2 separate regions of the Anas platyrhynchos genome follow, and region 1 is linked to region 2. A link is a contact called in public Hi-C data. All regions are on one chromosome and are shown on one strand. The core of a region is the stretch at or near the end of the contact, and the rest is flanking DNA. Distances in the headings are between cores, read along the strand shown. Region 1 holds the start of PTPRM (protein tyrosine phosphatase receptor type M). Region 2 overlaps PTPRM (protein tyrosine phosphatase receptor type M).

Region 1 (3,641 bases), core at 436-2,935, 450 kb after region 2:
TCAACTTTGAACAAGGAGTACAGGAGTTTGTGCAGGTCAGCAGTGAGTTACGGATTTGTCTTCATAAAGGAAGAGCTCTCACTGAAGCCCGGACACTGGACTTCCCATATTAATGAGTTATAGGGCTAATATACATGAGTTCAGTTCCATAATTCACTACAGAGCTCAGCTTCGTCCTACCACGACTGTTTGGAAAAAGATTTCATCATTCGTATATCTCATCTCGGTGCTAAACATCTCTCTGCTCAGGAGCCCTCTGTCTCACCCGCAGTAAAAAACGCGGCGGAGAATTTAAGGGAAATGCAGCTGCATACACAAAAGGTCGCTGGGACCTGACATAAACCCAGATTTTTCTAGTTTTAAACGAGTTTAAAAGCAGACCACGAACTCTCTACCTCCCCCCCCCCCCCCCCCCCAATAAAACTTGCTGTAGCCACAGAGCCGCACGGGAGCACGGCGTGCGCCCAAAACACCCGGCAAGCAGCCTGCGCACCCAGCGAAGCCTCCAAGCCTCGCTCCCCACCGAAGCTGACTTCTCATGAGCTGAGGACCAGATGTCTTCAATTTCTTCACCGTACTTTGCAGCAACTTCGTGCTGGAAACAGCCCACGACACACACACACATCCCTCCCCCCCCCCCTCCCCGGAGCGAGCTCTGCGCGCTCCGCTGCGAAGGGGATTTCACAACCCGGATTCCCGTCTGAAATTACGGGTTTCTTCGGCACGGAAAAAGGACGGGGGAGCAGCGGGGGGCTGCGAAAACCCACCCGAGGACCCGAGGGAAGAGGGGCTCGCCGCTCCGCCGGCTGCCAGCCCCGCCAGCCCCACGCACGGGGGGGGTCCCCCAAAGCTGCGACCCCGCCGTGTCGCGGCCGCCCGACGGCGGGGGCTGCCCGTGGGGGGCTCCCCTCGCCCCTCAGCCTCCCCGGCAGGGGTCAGGGGGAAACTTTTGGCAAGGGGGATGCGGGGAAGAGCCGCAGCCCGAGCGGGGCACGGCCCGGCCCGACCCCGCCGGCCGCTCGCCCTTCCCTCCCCTCCCCTCGGCGCCCTTCCCGTCCAGGCGCACGCCAGCGGCATCCCGCCCGCCGCCTCCTCTCCTCCTCCTGCAGACACTTTTGTTGTTGTTGCTGTTTTTTTCTGTTTTTCCCCCGTTTAAAAAGCGGCTACGAAGTGTCAGCCCCGCCGGGGGTGGGGGGTGAGGAGAGAGGAACCCAAGGCAATGTGTCCCCCCCCCCCCCCGACCCTTACCTGTGAACGTCTGCGCTCCCGCTGCCAGCAAAAGTCCGGCCAAAGTAAGCAGGCAAGTCCCAACTTTCCCCATATTTCCACCCCTTCCTGCCGCGGATCCAGCAAAGTGCCAAAGTGTCTGCCAAAAAGTAGGAGGCTCCCCCCTTCGCCCCCCTCCAGCCGCTGGGGCAGGCGGGGAGGGGGCGGCCGGGACTCCCCCTCGGGGCTCCCCGCAGCCGCTCCGTGCGCTCCTCGTCCCCTCCGGCTCCTCGGGGTGCCCGGAGAGGGGCTCGGGGACCCCGCGGTGCCTTCCTCCGCCCGCTGCCCTCACCCCGGGGGCTGCCTCCCCGCCGGCTCCCGCTGCCCGGAGCCCGGTGGCCGGGGCGGGTGTGTTGGAGGGGGGGGGGGCAGCCGTAATGCCGGCGTCTCCCCGCCCGGCGCCGCCGCCGGTCCCGGTTGAGCTCGGCTCCCTGACTGACTCGCGGTCCCCCCCGGCAGGCGGGCGGGCTGAAGGGAGCGGGGAAAGTCACGCCCAGCCGGCGGCGGCGCCGCTCGGCCCCGCTAGAGGGCGAGGCGGTGCGGGCCGGGCGCCGCGGGCGGCTCCGGGGGTCGCGGCGTCGCCCCCCCCCTGCCCCGCAGCTCCTGTCCCGGATGGGGACAGGGACGGGGACGGGGATGGTGCCGGGGGACCGAGCCCCCAAACGCGTGCCCTGAAAGTTGAGCGCCTCGCCCCGGCTGCTTAGGGCGCCCCTGGCAGCCCGCCCGCCCCACAGCCCTGCCGGGGGTGGGAAATGGGCTCGGAGGGGCCACGCTTCAAACCGAGAGGAAAATCCTTTCAAAACGGAGCTGCCTTCGTCCCTTGCACGCTGAGGGGCCCGGGTTTTTACTCCGCAGCCCTCTCCGTTTGGGGGATGCGGCTCCTGGAGTCCCCAACCTTCAGACACCTCGATAATGTGTGTATTGGTTTTAAACCTTTCCGAACTTGGCATCTAGGGGTGGAGGTGTTTTTGTTGGCTATCATCACTTTCAGCTAAAGCTTATTTATTTGTTTGTTTCTTTGCTTGTTTTATTTCAGGTGCAGGTGGCTGGCCAAACTTAACTCCTGTTTATTCCCCGGGGTCACAAACAAAACGGTGGAAACAAGAATCAAAGTAGTGCTGCAATTAAGGGTTGGAGCTGGCAAATAAAAACCACAAAAGCTCGGGTTCTGCGTTGCCTGTTTTCTCCAGAGCGGGTCCTCTGTTTTCTTTTACGATACCCTCATGTGTGCTTAGCTTCAATCCCGTTGCCACTGAAGCCTTAACCCATCCCCCATGCAGTTCTGCAACTTACAGCGCATATCAAAGATGTATCCGTATCCTGTACTATATTTACACAGAACACATCCTCTTCAAAGTTAGGCCCTTCAGCTCCGTCCCCTCCTGCGAGCCCCCCAGCCTCTCTGCTGTCAGGGCACTGGTTTAGCAATGCCCGTGTTAACCTGATGCCATCTCCACGAAGGGACGTGAACTTTTTCAGATCTGTGGGGTGTAAAGGCAGCAGCTACCTCCTGAGTTAACACAAGGGGGCAGAATAGCATTAATTGTTGTCTTTCCTGACGTCAGACTTTTCCCTTGAACTGTGAGCGTTTTCTTCGTCTATTAATTGCCTGGAATTTCCTAGTTGTCTGCGCCTCCCACCTCCTCCCAGAAAAGTTCTTAATCCCCCCAGACCTTGATAACCTATGCTATTTTCTTTCTTTCTTTTTTTTCTTTTAATAATAATTCTACTTTTTTTTTTTTCTCCCGTGCATAATTTATGCAAATTGTATGCTCTCTAAAAGCTGCAGTTACAGCATCTCTACGTTAGAAAGTCTAGCTAGTCTTGGAAATGTTCCTTGTGCAGCTACAGAACTGTTTTTAAAAACTTAGTAAGTCTCCTAAGTAATTTAACTTACACTAAATTTTCAAATGTATCTACTAATAGATTTGACACTAAAAAATCTACGGTTAAACTAGTTCTTATGCTACTGATGACTTCTCTCTAGTTGTAACGACCAGAAACACATAAAAAATCTAGCTCTAATCAGCTAATGTCAGTCTTAACACAGTATGATAAAGTATCATGTTCAGACGTACAACCTTACCTCTGACCTATCTTTTTGACAGGGAAATGAAAACTTCATGCCAATATTCACTGCTCTCTAATGTTAGCTTACAGAGGATGATACAGAAAGTCAGCAAGTTCTGTGAAAGAGTAGGTAAGAATGGTCACAGTTATAGAAGCAGTAGGAATGAAGTCATTGACCTTCAAAGACATAATCATTCTGTTTTCAATAAAATAAATCAACGAAACAGTTAAGCTTTGGGGAATAGCTAAGACAACAACATAAAACACTGGTCACACATGGCTGATCAGCAATCATTAGCTGTGTT
Region 2 (3,802 bases), core at 93-2,592:
GCTGTGGGGATTGAATATTTCAATGTAGTTAGCTGACACAGTTAAGAATATTCTCCTCCTTCTCATTTGGGTGGGCAAGACGGTGGGTGGGGAAGCTAACACATTGCTTTTGTATCTGTTTCATTCTGCTGTATCACGGTAATAGCTATGTTATCATCACTGCACCTGGCCATTGTCCAGTAGTGCAGTATGGGCTAGGAGTAGCATCTGTTACACATCTGCTGCTTGCAGCGTTTTCTCTCTCTTTCTCACTGAAGGGAAAATTTAAAACTGATCTTTCAATACATGTAAATCCACAGGTTTGCTTAAATATACACTTAAATTTGCTGGGTCAAAACACAGACTTCAAATTTGGATGGAAAATGGCAAAAGAAAACAAAAAATTAAACTTCATAACTGTTAGAACATTTCTCAAACCCCTTTTCATGCCAAAATATTCAGATTATTACCATGTCTAGTCATGAATAAAAGATAAAACTGAAGTATGTACATATAAGCATACAGTGAAAACTGTAAAGCACAATTCAAGTGATTTATTTACACCAAATCCAGGTTCAGTGTATAAAGGATTATGCAGCTGAACCTTGTCCTGTTGGGCAGAAGAAAGTGCTTTATCACAGTAGTTTCTAGTGATGTAGCTGATCATCACCTATAACCCTTCTTTAGTGTCTGGACAGCAAACAGGCAACATTAGCTGATAGCCTCAGAAGTCTGTCAGGGCAAAGTAGCTCTGACCCTTCTCCTGACTTGTTAGCAGGATAAAATTTAAATCTGAATAAAACTGTGTTAGGGATGGAAAAACACAGCCCTACATCAGGATCCTTCCCAGGTAAAAGAGTTCATCATAACACTCTGGTTGTGAGGCCTGGCTCTCAGCCACGGAGCTGTACAAGCATCCTGACAGCTCACTCCTGCTTACAGAGCTGAGGGAAAGCTCCTTGAGAGCAGATCTGAAGTTCAGGCAGCTATAAGCAGGTTTTTATTTATTTCTCTATGCCTGTCTTCAGACCCAGTAACCACATTAGTATCAGCTACAAATAAATGAATAAATACATAAATACAATTATTTTCTTCACATTTCATCTGGTATTCAGCACAGTTGCAGGACAATTTGCAAACACCAGGTTATACAATTGCCTTCCATAGGGAGAGGCTTGAAGGGCACAAAACCAGGCAGGGCATCAGTTTGCAGAAGATGGTTTCCATCAGACAAGGGCCCCTTGGCACACTGAGGGACAATCCCTAAACCTCAGGATCGCTGGCAAATGCGTGTTCCCCTCCCAAGCACATCTATCAGCGATAAGCAATGAACAACCATTTTAAAAGCATTAAATGTTGCTGCAAGCAGTTTCGTAGCTGCTACTGCTATCTATTGTTGCGTCTACTTGATATTTATTCAGATCTTATCCTGTTTAGACATATTTCCAAAAACTCTCTGATAGAAGCTAAGTGAAACGCATTGAATGCTCATTGTTTTGTTTGTATTGTCAAAAGAATCCAGACAATTGACATTGTTCAAATCCCTTAGGCCAGCAAACTGAGCCTTTACGGTCACTGCTGGGAACCCTCTGAAACAGGGCTTTCCCACCTACGACTAAAGATGATTTTTTTTTACTCTGCATGCAGAATAAGGCGACTCATGCTGCCTCTGGCCTGGAGCAGCCCTCCGAGCACCCCGTCTCTGGAGCCAATTTCCTCTTCCTGCCTGCTCAGTGATCCTTTCCATAGGTGGAACATGAACCACGCAAACACGGCCAACGCACGTACCGAGGAAACAGCTGCTGCGGTGGTCCTGGTAACAGCACCACTCATCAGCACGTCTTTCTGTTTCTTGTTTCTTTCTGATGGGTGCCTGCCATCCTCAAACAATTCCAGTTTAGTAAAATAAACAATCAGGGGAAAAAAAAAAACACAACACCCTAGCTGAATTAAATTGCTCAGCCTTGAAGGAAAACATGCCTGTTTCTAACTTGGTAAGTCTAGACAGTCTGGATTATGACTAAGAACCGGGAACATTTAGAAAGACCAATTTAGAAAAGCACAGTAGTCCCCACCTTCTTATGCCTCAACTGCTGGATTTGTTTCCCCCTTTTTTAAAAACTTTATTTAAGATGATCCAATGGAATAATTAGGGAAGCACTGGGGGGATGTTGCACAGAAGTTATAGCCTCCTGCAGCTTGTGCCCATAGGGGATACAGTACTGCACAGGGGATTTGGGGCATGGAGCAGACTGGAGCAGAGCAGAAGGATCCATGACAACACAATTTCCTGAAAACTCTCCCAAGTGGAATTGGGGCTGTAACAGCTGTGGGAAAGGTGCCAGAGCCGCAGTCGTAGCCACAGACCAACACTAACTGATTCACTCACTGTGAGGAAAAAAACAACTTTTTTCTTCCTCCCCACTTTTAAAAAAAATAATTAAAATTGAGCTTTCTTCCTACTTTTGGTTTTGGCTCTTGTTCTGCAATGCTGCTGCACGTGCTGAGCTTTAGACATGGGAACTCTGTGGACTCCTGATGAGCCAAAAGTTAAGCAAATGCTTAAAGACCAGTTTCCTATCCCCTCCAGGGATTCTCAAATAAAGAGGAAAGGGTCTTAAAGAAAAAATCAGATTAAATAGTGTAAACTGAAATCACACTTATAAATGTTTATTGGACCAGGGCTTTTGTTTGTACAGGGAAAGACAATTGCAACAAAATAGAATATGGTTTTATTCATCAAATATGAGAAACATTGCTGGCAACATATGTTTGTTCATTTTTTCTTTTTAGCACAGCTTTAGCTACTGTGTCTTGATGAATCTCTTTCCCTTTTTATAAACATTTGGTACATATTTTACAAAAAAACTACTAACAGAAGGTTTAGCTAAATAATTGATACATGAATCCAAAACTGAATATTAAATGCATTAGATTTTTTTTTTCCACACAGTTGCTATCATAACTGTAAATACCGGCCACAAAGTAGAAAACATAATTTTGAAATCTCATCTGAGCAGAACTATAACTGAGAGTTTGTTCAGATACACCCCACATTTACATCCTAACATGTTGCCAAAAAATACAGATGTTCATCACAAGATGAGATAAAAAGGGTGATTGCCAGAGACATAATGAAAATGCTCTGATTTAATCTATTCATCCCAAGGTACACTGTCCAATTGTTCCAAACATGTTTATTTTACTAATAATTTGAGAAATTTGGAGAATATGATTATCTTCTTTGACCTGCCCCCCCTCTCTCCCAAATCTCCCAGCAAAATTGTCTAATGTGGGAAAATAAGAATTAAAAATGAAGGTGGAAAGTTGTTCTCGCTACTTCTAAATATAACAAACAATGCAGGCAGTAGATAGATAATGAACACAAATTGTGACTTCCGAAGCTGTATACTTAGCCATTTGGCAATGTGACACATCTAGCTACAGGCAGTATGAAAGCCAGGACAGTAATTCATTTACTTAAAGGTTTGGAATAGGAGGAATATTACTGAATTAATATGTGAGCTGGCTGTGAAATATACTTTGTAGTTCCTACAGAACAGTTTAAATAACAGTGATTATTCAAAGTTTCCAATTTCCTTTGATTCTGAAATATTCTTAGCAAAAAGGTGGTATAACTGGCTATGCACGGCATGGATTGTCATTAGTGAAGAGCAGTATTATATATTCTAATTTAAAATTAATCCCAGACTAAGTAATGATGATAAGTCAGACATAAATTTTGAAATGAAACCTCTAGGATATAAAATTAAATAGCCAACCAAGCTCACTGGTGAAAACTTTTAACAGGTTTTGCAGGTAT

The links. Hi-C and Micro-C count contacts between places; a contact is called where the count stands out from the background.
Region 1: a Hi-C map of F1 follicle shows a contact between it and region 2, with 4 times the contacts expected there. The contact joins the promoter of PTPRM here to the enhancer-like site in region 2. A contact is called at or near these places in 2 of 8 Hi-C or Micro-C datasets (F1 follicle and subcutaneous adipose tissue).

The regions. Positions count from the first base shown.
Region 1 is chr2:51,234,508-51,238,148 of IASCAAS_PekinDuck_T2T, forward strand. It overlaps PTPRM (protein tyrosine phosphatase receptor type M), which reads right to left and starts at 1,686. Exons shown (of 32, transcript XM_027452030.3): 1 at 1,249-1,686. The coding sequence starts at 1,321.
Region 2 is chr2:50,786,324-50,790,125 of IASCAAS_PekinDuck_T2T, forward strand. The region is part of intron 22 of PTPRM (protein tyrosine phosphatase receptor type M); the gene reads right to left. Among named protein-coding and RNA genes, the nearest start is that of RAB12, 60 kb to the left of the region's middle. Within about 2 kb of position 1,343, at least 2 of the 8 cell types and tissues checked have an H3K27ac peak or open chromatin away from gene starts, as enhancers often do. A contact at or near this core is called in F1 follicle and subcutaneous adipose tissue, where this site is marked.